2 separate regions of the Pan troglodytes genome follow, and region 1 is linked to region 2. A link is a contact called in public Hi-C data. All regions are on one chromosome and are shown on one strand. Each heading gives the region's core, a stretch centred on a gene start, on an enhancer-like site or on the middle of the called end of the contact. The rest is flanking DNA. Distances are from core to core; before and after follow the strand shown. Region 1 holds the start of JRKL (JRK like). Region 2 overlaps MAML2 (mastermind like transcriptional coactivator 2).

The links. A called contact is a pair of places that touch in the nucleus more often than the background predicts.
Region 1: a Hi-C map of stem cell-derived neural progenitor cells shows a contact between it and region 2, with 2.4 times the contacts expected there. The contact joins the promoter of JRKL here to the enhancer-like site in region 2. A contact is called at or near these places in 1 of 7 Hi-C or Micro-C datasets (stem cell-derived neural progenitor cells) and 1 of 1 datasets of contacts at active chromatin or transcription factors (stem cell-derived excitatory neurons).

Annotation. Positions count from the first base shown.
Region 1 is chr9:98,494,985-98,501,023 of NHGRI_mPanTro3-v2.0_pri, forward strand. It overlaps JRKL (JRK like), which reads left to right and starts at 2,494. Exons shown (of 2, transcript XM_016921850.3): 1 at 2,494-2,586; 2 at 2,996-5,778. The coding sequence starts at 3,163. The coding sequence ends at 4,737. CCDC82 (coiled-coil domain containing 82) reads right to left here and starts at 2,411. Exons shown (of 8, transcript NM_001280316.1): 1 at 2,358-2,411.
Region 2 is chr9:98,159,597-98,165,206 of NHGRI_mPanTro3-v2.0_pri, forward strand. The region is part of intron 2 of MAML2 (mastermind like transcriptional coactivator 2); the gene reads right to left. Among named protein-coding and RNA genes, the nearest start is that of MTMR2, 130 kb to the left of the region's middle. Within about 2 kb of position 1,960, at least 4 of the 24 cell types and tissues checked have an H3K27ac peak or open chromatin away from gene starts, as enhancers often do. A contact at or near this core is called in stem cell-derived neural progenitor cells, where this site is marked.

The DNA of each region.
Region 1 (6,039 bases), core at 1,244-3,743, 340 kb after region 2:
CTATTTTTATGTGTAAATATCAAAGCCAAGGACATAGAGTTTAAATGACTTACCGAAGATCACGCAGCTTGTTAGTGACAGAGCAGGGATTAGAAACCGGGTCTCTTGATTCCCCGTCCAGTGCCACACAATCACGGCTGCCAATATCACATTTGTACAAGATAGTAAAAATTAAGCCTTTAAAAATCATTATTTTTATCTCTCATTCATGCTGTATTTTAGTTTCAGAAAAATAACGATTAAAATGGTTTAGAGTTTACAAATATGCTTTTTAAAAAAATTATGTAACCGAATTTGACTGCACATGAGTTAGGCCAGAAACTTCTGTAAATTATTATCCACCAGGCAAGAAAAGAGTATTTGCAGACTTCCCTCTATCATCTTATTAATAACACCAATTGCAAAATTCAAAGGAGTCCCCAGTGAGCCCAAAAGTAAAATTTCAAAGAAAGGCAGTCTCTGATGAGAAACATATTTTGGAAAACTGCAGAATTCGAATGCCTGAGGCAGCATCTTTTATTTAAACAAAATAAATCAGGTTTCATTGGACCAACTGCCAAATTGCCAGGGTCTCTCATATTTCGAAATGACCATTTATATCAGTAAGGTAAAAAAATTCTGTTACTGAAAAGGAAAGACAATTTGAATATGTTTGGCTCTTCTTTTTAAATTGTAGATAGCTTCACTATATTAGCTGGGATGGGAAGAATGATAACGGAGGGAAAAGGTGAGTGAACCTCGGAAGAGAAATGTGAAGGAAAGCTAGTTTGATGGGTAAGATACCTCTTGGTCTTCCGAATCTACTCAAAAGAGAATCCATGCAAATGAATGTTACTTCTGTATATGTTGAATATACACTTAATTTCCTGAAATGAGAATTTTATCGAGCTTCTGTAATGATACCTTACCTTTAAGCAAAGAGAAAAACAGAGACTCCAAACAGAAAGCATTAAATAAGTGAATGAAGATGATCAATACTATCACATCTTTGTGTTTCATGGTTAATATAAGATGCACATACATAGCTATGTTATCTGCCAAAGAATATATATTAAAGACAATAATCCATATTGCTTGTGTTCTTTCTCTAACACAGTACCTCTATAGCTAAAAGTACTTTGATGATGCCACTTGACTTTCTCATCAGAAGAAATATAGTTCCTTCTAAACTTTCAGGTTAATTCATACTCAAGAAAAGATTCATTCTAGAAATCACCTACTTGCTGTATAAACAATGCAGGTGGTAGATAACACTTTACAGATTTGAAAGGCAGTGGAACCCCAGGTCATTATTTGAAATTCTACCGGGAGGGATCCATTCTTGGGTGTAAAACATCACTCCTCTTCGATGTTTTCTTTTATATGGCAGTTTGGAGAGCAAAGATTAATAAGCCGAAAAACAATTATTGAATATCTACCAAAATGCAAGGACCTGCTAGGAACTGTGCTGCCACCATTTCAAATAAACATGGTCTCTGCTTCCAAGGAGCTCACAATCTGATGAAATTACTAGGGACACCAAAAACAAGCCAGCATAATACACGATTTGAGGGCTACAGTGTATGATTAAGATCAAGTTCTTATCACATTGCTATGAATAAATTTATCGTAGTTCTTCTATTGGCAGGAAAACAAGACAGAACATGACAGAAATAGGATATAAGAAAATAAACATAAAGAGAGGAAAGCCTATTTCCCCCACTTAGAATCACAGTCCAACAGTCCACAATTTCGCAAAGTGGATCCTGCCAGCATGGTATCCGGGATAACTATATTATTCATTAAAATCCGTTAACAATGAAGGTTAATGCAGCAGGAATGAGTGGTAGACAGAGGAATAGATCCTCTCAGGAATTAACACCCGGAAGGGTGACTTTCATGATTACAAACCTCTTTGGCGGGACGCAGGAACCCAGCGCCCGCTAGCCCACTAGTCCGTCACTCTGCCTCCAGGAGGGAGGGGCACAGTAGCTAGGAAACCGGACCCTCAGGCCAAGCTTCGCGATGACGCGCGCAGGACGACAGAAACCCCCAGACCCCAAAAGAGCTCTGCACCGAGAAAACAATTACAAGGGTCTGGAAAGGCCAGAAACCCGAGAAATCACCAACCGAGCTCCCTACATCAGTTCCAAGCACCTCCCCAAGGCGGAAATAACGGGCACCGCGCCCACTGCAGCTCAACTGAGGAGGAGGGCTAGAGGCGCATTCTCCGGCCCACCCAAAGAGCGCCCGCGGGAATTTTTCTCTGAGTCCGCGAGGAGGCACGGCTTCCCCCGCCCCTCCCATAAACCATTAGCACCGGGAGCGCGAGCGAGTCCCAGCCGGGAGACAGCCCCGCACCACCCTCGCGCTCTCACCTTTCAAAGCGCCTCCGCCTCTGCCTCCGCCTCCGCCCCCGCCCCGGCAACCAGCTCATGACAAGCGATGCTCCTCCCCCCTTCCGGGGACCAAGGGAAGTCCCGCCTCTGGGTGGGGCGAGGGGTGGGGCCAGGCGGCGGGAGGGATCATCTTCCGGGAGCGTGGCTAGGGGCGGAGCGACTGCCGCGCGATAGTCAGGGAGCTGTGCGGGTCCTGGTTGCAAGAGAGGTGGGGAGAGGGGCCTGGCGGGTTTTGAGGGACGGGGAGGACTGTCCCGGCTAAAGCTGGCGCGGGAAACTGGGGCTGCGCGGCGGGAGGGCCCTGCTGCTGGGGAAGGAATCTAATATATCCGTTCCCCTGAGGAAGGGTGCCAGTCCTTGACTCCTAGGCTCTTCGGCTCTCTGCCGTAACTTTGGGGTGTGGCAGGGGTTAGTGACGCGCGGTTACCCGGGATCTGGACGTGCAGGAGGTTCGTGGACACAATGGGGGTATAGTCTTTCTCACGGCTGCTGGGGTAATAAAACACATGCTTTTAATCCGGATTATCCGCGGTGACATGGGGCCTCCGCTACTGCCCGTATAAGTTAAAGAAAGGCCTGTTCTCTCAAACTTCCTCCTCTTTCACCTTCTTCTGCAGTCTATTTGCCAGCCAACCCCAGCCCGGGAGGGGATCAGGGCCACCAGGTTGCTGGTAAGGATGAAAGACTGAGTGTGTTAAGACTGTTAAAGTGAGCCTGTGTAAGAGAAGGAAGGATTTTGTGGATTGCTACATTGTGAGTGTGGGGTGAGTCCCAGAACCTCGCTATGTCGGGGAAACGGAAGCGTGTGGTGTTGACTATTAAAGATAAGCTTGATATAATAAAGAAACTTGAAGACGGAGGTTCTTCCAAACAACTGGCAGTGATTTATGGAATTGGTGAAACAACAGTTCGGGATATAAGAAAAAATAAGGAAAAGATTATAACTTATGCAAGCAGTTCTGATTCCACAAGTCTTTTGGCCAAGAGGAAATCTATGAAGCCATCCATGTATGAGGAATTGGACAGGGCAATGCTGGAATGGTTCAACCAGCAAAGAGCAAAAGGGAATCCCATATCTGGACCAATTTGTGCAAAAAGGGCAGAGTTCTTCTTTTATGCTTTGGGAATGGATGGTGATTTTAACCCCTCTGCCGGTTGGCTAACTCGTTTTAAGCAGCGGCACAGCATTAGAGAGATTAACATTAGAAATGAAAGATTAAATGGAGATGAGACTGCGGTGGAAGATTTTTGTAATAACTTTCGAGATTTTATTGAACGAGAGAATTTACAGCCTGAACAAATCTACAATGCAGATGAAACTGGACTCTTTTGGAAGTGCTTGCCTTCTAGGATTTCAGTAATCAAAGGTAAATGCACTGTCCCTGGGCACAAATCAATTGAAGAAAGAGTCACAATCATGTGTTGTGCCAATGCAACAGGTTTACACAAACTTAAACTTTGTGTTGTGGGGAAAGCAAAGAAACCTCGCTCCTTTAAATCAACTGACACCTTAAACCTGCCAGTCTCTTATTTCAGCCAAAAAGGTGCATGGATGGATCTTTCCATTTTCCGACAATGGTTTGATAAAATTTTTGTGCCGCAAGTTCGAGAGTATTTAAGATCTAAAGGCTTGCAGGAAAAGGCTGTGCTCTTGTTGGATAATTCACCAACACATCCAAATGAAAATGTCCTAAGGTCAGATGATGGCCAAATATTTGCTAAATATTTACCACCTAATGTGGCCTCATTGATTCAGCCTTCAGATCAGGGAGTCATAGCAACGATGAAGAGAAATTATCGTGCAGGTCTTCTCCAGAACAACTTGGAAGAAGGTAATGACCTGAAATCATTCTGGAAGAAGCTAACTCTGTTGGATGCACTTTATGAAATAGCAATGGCATGGAACTTAGTAAAACCAGTTACCATTAGCAGAGCATGGAAGAAGATTCTCCCTATGGTAGAGGAGAAAGAGAGCCTGGACTTTGATGTTGAAGATATTTCTGTGGCTACTGTGGCTACCATTTTACAACACACCAAAGGATTGGAAAATGTGACTACTGAGAACCTTGAAAAATGGCTTGAAGTAGACAGTACTGAACCAGGCTATGAAGTGTTAACTGATAGCGAAATCATCAGAAGAGCACAAGGCCAGGCAGATGAATCCAGTGAAAATGAGGAGGAGGAAATAGAACTAATTCCAGAGAAACATATTAATCATGCAGCTGCTCTCCAGTGGACTGAAAATTTATTGGATTATCTAGAACAACAAGGTGATATGATTCTACCTGATAGACTGGTAATACGTAAACTTCGAGCCACCATCAGAAATAAACAGAAGATGACAAAGTCAAGTCAATAATGTCATTTCAATTTTATTGTTCTGCTCATTGTGTTTGTGACAAACTCTTTGCAATATGGCTTAATTTTCTTTGTGTTCTGAATTCTCAACTTGGTCCTGTGAAATACAGGCACAAAATGTATCTGAAGTGGTTTGAGGATTATGTGTTTTCATCATCTGTGTCTTTTGTCCTTTTATTTGTACAGATAATCAGAAGATGATACTGAAGAGATATAAATTACATGTACACATGTATTCACTTTTTAGAATCTGCAATTATACCTTCTATAACAGTGGCATTCCCTAAATTTTCTAGTGAAAGTTAGAGATAACTGAACAGACTGAAGCACTTTTCTGAAATCTTTTGCTTGATTTATGAAGGCTGCCATAGTTATCTTTTCTTGTGTTAACCATCTTAAATGATGTTTTGTATATTTTAATAGACTGATAGGATGAGAAAGATTTATATTATTAGATTTCAGGATGATTTATAATAATTCAAAAATGAAATTCAATAATGGGGAAATAATTATGAATTATAGAAATTATTTAGAAATCATGCCTCCGTTCTCTTACATTTGTGTGGGTTGCAAGAGGGGGAGATTATTCTGGAAATGAAGTAAATATGGGAAGTTATTGCCAAATGAGAGAGAAACTATGGGAAAGCTGATCTATAAAGAGGCATTCTGATCAATTCATTTGTAGGAAACTGGGAAATAAAAACCTCGGGAACTTTAGGTTATTTATACAAAGGGAATAAATAGGCTGATTTTAATTTGGTAAGTTGATCTTTTTATTATGAATTTGGTAATAGTATAGGTTTATTATTTATTCATCTAATTTTATAGTACAGGTTTTGTAATGTTACATGTGATGATATGAGCTCCCACCTTATATGGGGGAACATCTTGGGAATTTGAGATTTAATAATTTTTTTTTTTTTTTTTTAGTGTTTTTACTGCATACTCACAAATGTTGTCTATAATTTGAAAAATATTGTCATATCTGGCCCTTTGATGAGAAAAGGAAATTACAATAATAAAGTTTTATGATTTTAAATAAGTCATATGTTTGTATCCTGTTTTATGAAGAAAGCAGAAATAATTACTGAAAGTGCCAGACACTAAGGAATATTATTGTTTATTATTTTAATACATATAAAAAGGGATTAATCTGCTAAAATGTAATCTAAATCAGAATTTTGATAAATTTTTTTTGTAAACTAAGTATGTTTATTCAAGACATTGAAACTACTTTGCACATATGAATATTAATGTAACTTGTAATTTAAAAGTAAAGTGTTTCCATGCTATTTCATGTTTT
Region 2 (5,610 bases), core at 710-3,209:
ATGTTTCTATTACCTCATTAGGGTGATTACATAATGTGACTCCATTTATAAACTAAGAGGGAAGGAAGGGGCGACATTCTCCTTAGCGGTGGCTGATGTGAGACATTAACATACCAATAAGTCATGTGGGCAAACAGTTAACATGTTTGGGAACATCTTTCCTTTCTCTCTTCATCTGTTTGGTATTTTGTCTGCTCCTTCCCTCCTTTTAGCCATATATGTGTATCTGTGACTCAGAAATGGAAATGGAGCTGACAACTTGGGTGCCATCATTTTGAGAGCTCTTCATGTAAGAAATATATGGAGTTTGTTTTACTGTTTTATATTCCATTGGGAGAAAGAAAATGAACAATCTTACTTACATGTATTACTATACATGGGTCCCTTGCCCCTTCCTCTCTGCAAAATCCCCAGAGGAGTTCTTAGCCAGGTGCAGATTGGAAATTTAAAGGTTCTTATTTCTTAGGACATTTTTCTACATGTGGAGAAATGCCATTCTTTTCACAGACTAACTTGTCAGTGTCCTAATTCTAAGTAGTAACTCTAGACGGGGATATTTTGGGGGAATGCTGTTTATGGATATACTATTAATTTGTGCCTTAACTTTTTAAATAGCTCACTAGGACAGTAAAATTCACTGAGTGATATTTAACAAATGAGGAAAATGGGTTTCAAAAATGTGAAACAACCTGTTCTGATAGTTAGAGAAGGAGGCCAGACTGCGATCCTGTAACAACAGGGGTTATACAGAACATGACTGTAATAAACAATTTCTAAGGGAGGTTGTACAGTTTAAGGAGGGGCTCTTTTATCTATGGGTTCTTCCAATGAGGGAGCAGTGTGGGAGTGTGATGGTGTTAAGTAGGACCAATTCTATTTAAAAGGGTCCCTCAGAGAGAGAAAAAGAAGAATTAACTATTTAGCCTGTATTTGTCTTACATATGGTTTTAATTTGATATACTTACCCTTTGTTCCCATATAACCATATTAACCCTTCCCCATTTTGTTATATTACTTCTGGTTTTAATTTTGGGGGCTTCCAAAGGCATTTTTGCAGTTATCATTTCTCAGAAGATGTGCACTGATTCTGTTTGTTCTTATGATGGCAAACTAAATAAAGAGTTTGAGGATCTGCATTACACATGAACAGGAAGGGATTTCTTTATTCAGATTAGAAAAAAATAAATTTTAAATATTTCCATTGTAGACAGTATATTAGGGAGATTTCACTCTACCTGGGGCCTGGGAAGTAGTATTTACTTAAATTAGCAATCAGTCCATTCATTTAGATCTACTGTTCCATATGTTTTCTGTTCACATTATTTTGGTTACAGTATCTTAACTATCCAGCAGATGGCATCTGCTTCAAAACTCTCCTAACTTCCATTTACATTTCAGGACAAACAGGATACTGATACATTGAAACCTCCCTTAATTGACTTCTACATTTAGTACCTAGAAAAGGTTGCTGGAAATATAATTAAGGGTAGACCATTCATTCCCTTTTTCTTGGTAAGAGTCATACTTCTCTCTTGCCATGCCCATGGCACTACCATGGACGCCTAAGAAAACCTCAATAATTTGAAAGGAAACATAATCAGAATTAAACCCACAAGCTCTCTTTAAAAATCTATTACTTTAATTGCTTTCAGCACTACACAGGAGCTTAGTATTAATGGCAGATTTAGACAAGCAAAGCTAATCTCAAACCTCCTCTAAGAGAGAAAGAGGCAGGGGGAAAAAAAAAGAGCCAGCTACTCCAAGAAGTGAGGGTAAATGAATACACAAAGCTTTATGCATAGTTACCATACAGAGCCTTTTCTCTCTATACTTTGTATGAAAAGATGGGTGTGATTGAATGACTTCTAACGTTTAATGACACCTTTGCTCCAGTGCTTTGTAAAGCTCACACATGAATACACTGATCCATTTCCAGATGATCCTGGGGCCCCCATCCTTTTGTGTCAAGCACAAAGAAAAAGGAGAGAGAGGGAGAGACAGAGACAAAGAAACAGCCCATGTAACCAAGCGCCGAACATGATTTGAACAACCAACTTAGTAAACATCAATCTTAGGCTGTGTTATGTGAAATGGAGTCATACTCCAAAAGAAATTTTGGCTACATTTAAAAGATCACTTTGTCTAAAGAAAATGCCAAGTTGAATTTTCATGTACTAAGTCATCTTTCTACAAGAAGCTGACAAGACAAAAGCAACAAAGTGAAAAGGTAAAAAATGGCTCATTTGAAAAAAAGTAATAGCATTATAACCTTTTTTTTTTAAAAGGGTCTGGTTTCCTTGTTTTATATTATTTGTCAGGGATCAGTGTGGCCATGACAAAAGCAATGGGTTAGAAATCAAAAGACTTGTGTGACTTGCTGTGTTACTTTGTGAATCACTTCACCTCCCTGGAAGGCGGTTTTCATCTATGTAATATAAGGGATGGAACCAAATTACTTTTGGGTTCACCTTCAGCTCATGTTTGTTCTAACAGGGCATCCCTGCCCCCACAGGGCAGGCTCTCAGCACTCATTTGTGAGTGTGAGTCATAAGAAAGGATGGTGGAGCTTGGATAGTGGTGGGGTCTGGAGCTAGTTTGCCCAAACTGAGCCATTGGAAAGGATTCTAAAATTCTGAAGCATTTTAGAATCCTTTGGGTCACATGTTCTCTCTTTTAGTTTTATGGCTATTTTCTGAGGAAAAAAAAAAAAAAAAAGCCCAGGTTGGGAATCCAAAGTCTTTGACATGAATCTCTTTTGTTCTAACTTTTAGCTCAAAATAAAGTGCATTTGACCATTCAATTCTTTATGTATAGCATCATGCACATTCATGAATCTCTTTAAATCTGGAATTTAAAAATGCCTGACATCTCCTGCCACAGCCGCTGTTAATATACACAATAGATTCTTCAGAAATGCAAGGTTAGAACATTTGAAGCATGAGAATACTGATTTACATGGAAGCTGAGAGTATACAGTATCAATAAAATGTACTTTTGACATCTTGGCTTCCAGAGAAATACACTTTCTTTGTTCATTCACAAGTCTACTCTATTTCCACCTCAGATTTAATTATCTTCCCAGTTCTCATTTGCGTATGTGTAGGCTACCATTCACAATACACCAAGCCCTACGTGTGGGAGGCACAAATCTTTTCATTCAAAAAATAATAATGTGGACAAGCCATTTTGACTGCAAAGTAAGTGCTTTAGACAAAGGCAAGAGGATGTTAATTGTATTCTAAGAATACCAATGTCCTTGAAATGAAATTTGTTGTTTGGTGTATTGATCTACATCAGTAGTGTAGACTTTCAATGATCTAGTTTCACCTTCTGAGTTTGCTGATTAAAGAAATGAAGCCCGAGAAGTACAAAAGGTTTGCCCCTAAATCACCCAGATCTACAGTAGCAGAAGTAGGACAAGAACTTGGGGTTTTCTTTTTTGTTTATAACGTACACACTAGAATCAGTTATACATCCATGACTGCCATGGATGCCAGGATCTCACTACTGCTGTGCATCCTTTCTGTTTCTCTGACTCTCAAATTTATTCTCTTTGAAGTGAGCTCTCCAGAAGCCATTTCGTTCCTGATTTGGAGTTGATATCCCCTGCATGCCTCTCTCACATCCTTTTAACTTCTCCTAAATGCAACTTAAGCCAAAATAACGTCATTTATCCATCCCTCCATCTCTTCAATGTCTGTCCATTTATCTATCCATCTATTCATTCACACATCCAGGCATCTATCCATTTCTCCATCCAAAAACAAACAACCTCAGAGTGTCGAGTCCTAATCTAGACCTGGTAACCAAAATAAAATAGTATTGTTCCTCAAAAAGCTCCTAATAGAGCTGAGTTTGCTCCTGAATAATCTTTTTAAAAAGTATGCCAGTTTTATAGTTTTTCTTAACAATTATTTTTAAAAGATTCACATTATTACAACAAATGTTTCACTTTCCTTATTTTCTAAATACAGCAACACTTCATCTATTTGGCTTTGGCAGAGAACGAGGTGTTCCACAAAAGTAAACTCTGTAGACCACTGAAACCAAAACTTCTGAACAGAAATCTTCCTTAAAGTGCATTTCATACTTCTCTGCCTTTGGAAACAAAATATACCAAACACAATTTAATCTTTTTCATTTTACACAACTGAGAGTGATCTTTAAGGAAAATCCACTATCATAGTGGACAGGGATATTGTTTTGTATAGAACTTTCCAGGTTTCTCTTTTAATATCGAGCAGTTATCACTTTTCACTGCAAGTTGTGCTTCCTTCCAGCAGTCCTTTCATGAACTCTTCTAATTTGCAGGACCAGGAATCAGAAAATTCACTAAAAGTTAGGTCTTAAATCTGTGTCAGAGCCAGGAAGGCCTCAAGTAAGGGTGTGAAGTAGAGTATCCACATGGTTTTAATGAGTAGATTTGGGGACTAAAATTCCATACTATTTTCTTCTGACTACTTCCAAACTTAGAATAATGTAGAGAGGGCTGGGGATACCATGCCTTCTGGCAAGCTGGCCAGTGCCAGTCAGCCTGATTGGAGCCTTTCATCTTATCCCCAGAAAAGGAGGCAATGATGAGGCCATCCAAGTCCAAGCAGTTTTTGTTTGTTTGTTTGTTTTGTTTTGCTTGTTTTGTTTCTTTTGAGTTGGAGTCTCACCCCATTGCCCAGGCTGGAGTGCAGTGGCCCGATCTTGGCTCACTGCAACATCCGCCTCCCGAGTTCAAGTGATTCTCCTGCCTCAGTCTCCTGAGTAACTGGGACTACGGGCATGCGCCACCATGCCTGGCTAATTTTTGTATTTTTAGTAGAGATGGAGGTTTCACCATATTGGCCAGGCTGGTCTCGAACTCCTGACCTCATGATCCACCCACCTCGGCCTCCCAAAGTGCTGGGATTACAGGCATGAGCCATCACGCCCGGCCCAGGCAGTTTTAAACAAGAGCGAGATTGCCTCTTTGAGGTACCTTGTTTAAGTGGAACCCAGTTCTCTCTATTCCTGTTGTAGGAGCCATCAGAATTCTGCCCATCTGCCTGCCAGAATATTTCCTGTTCCATGAGTTATAGTCCAACAATCCCAGCTTCTACTTACAGTGCAACCTACTGCCAAGTCCTGTGCCAAGCCCTTCTCTATAATAGGATTTCCTACATCTCTGAGAGTGCTACTATCCTATTTTAAAGGAGGAACTTCCAGCCTGGCCAACATGGTAAAACCCTGTATCTACTAAAAATACAAAAATTAGCTAGGCATGGTGGTGCACACCTATAATCCCAGCTACTTGGGAGGCTGAGGCACGAGAATTGCTTGAACCCGGGAGGTGGAGGTTGCAGTGGGCAGAGATCGTGCCACTGCACTCCAGCCTAGGTAAGAGAGTGAGACTCTATATCAAAAATGATAATAGTAATAAAAAAATAAAAGAGGAACCTGAGGCACAGAGAGTTTAGGCAATTTACCTAGGGTAAGTTAGTAAGAAGGTACCTTGGACTCTTAGCTTGGTTCTCTTTGTCACAAATATTTACATGCATAAGATGGTAATTCTGCAAAACTATGACTTAAATGGATGATAGAATTTCATGATCACTTTAAATTTATACTTCATAATAGCAC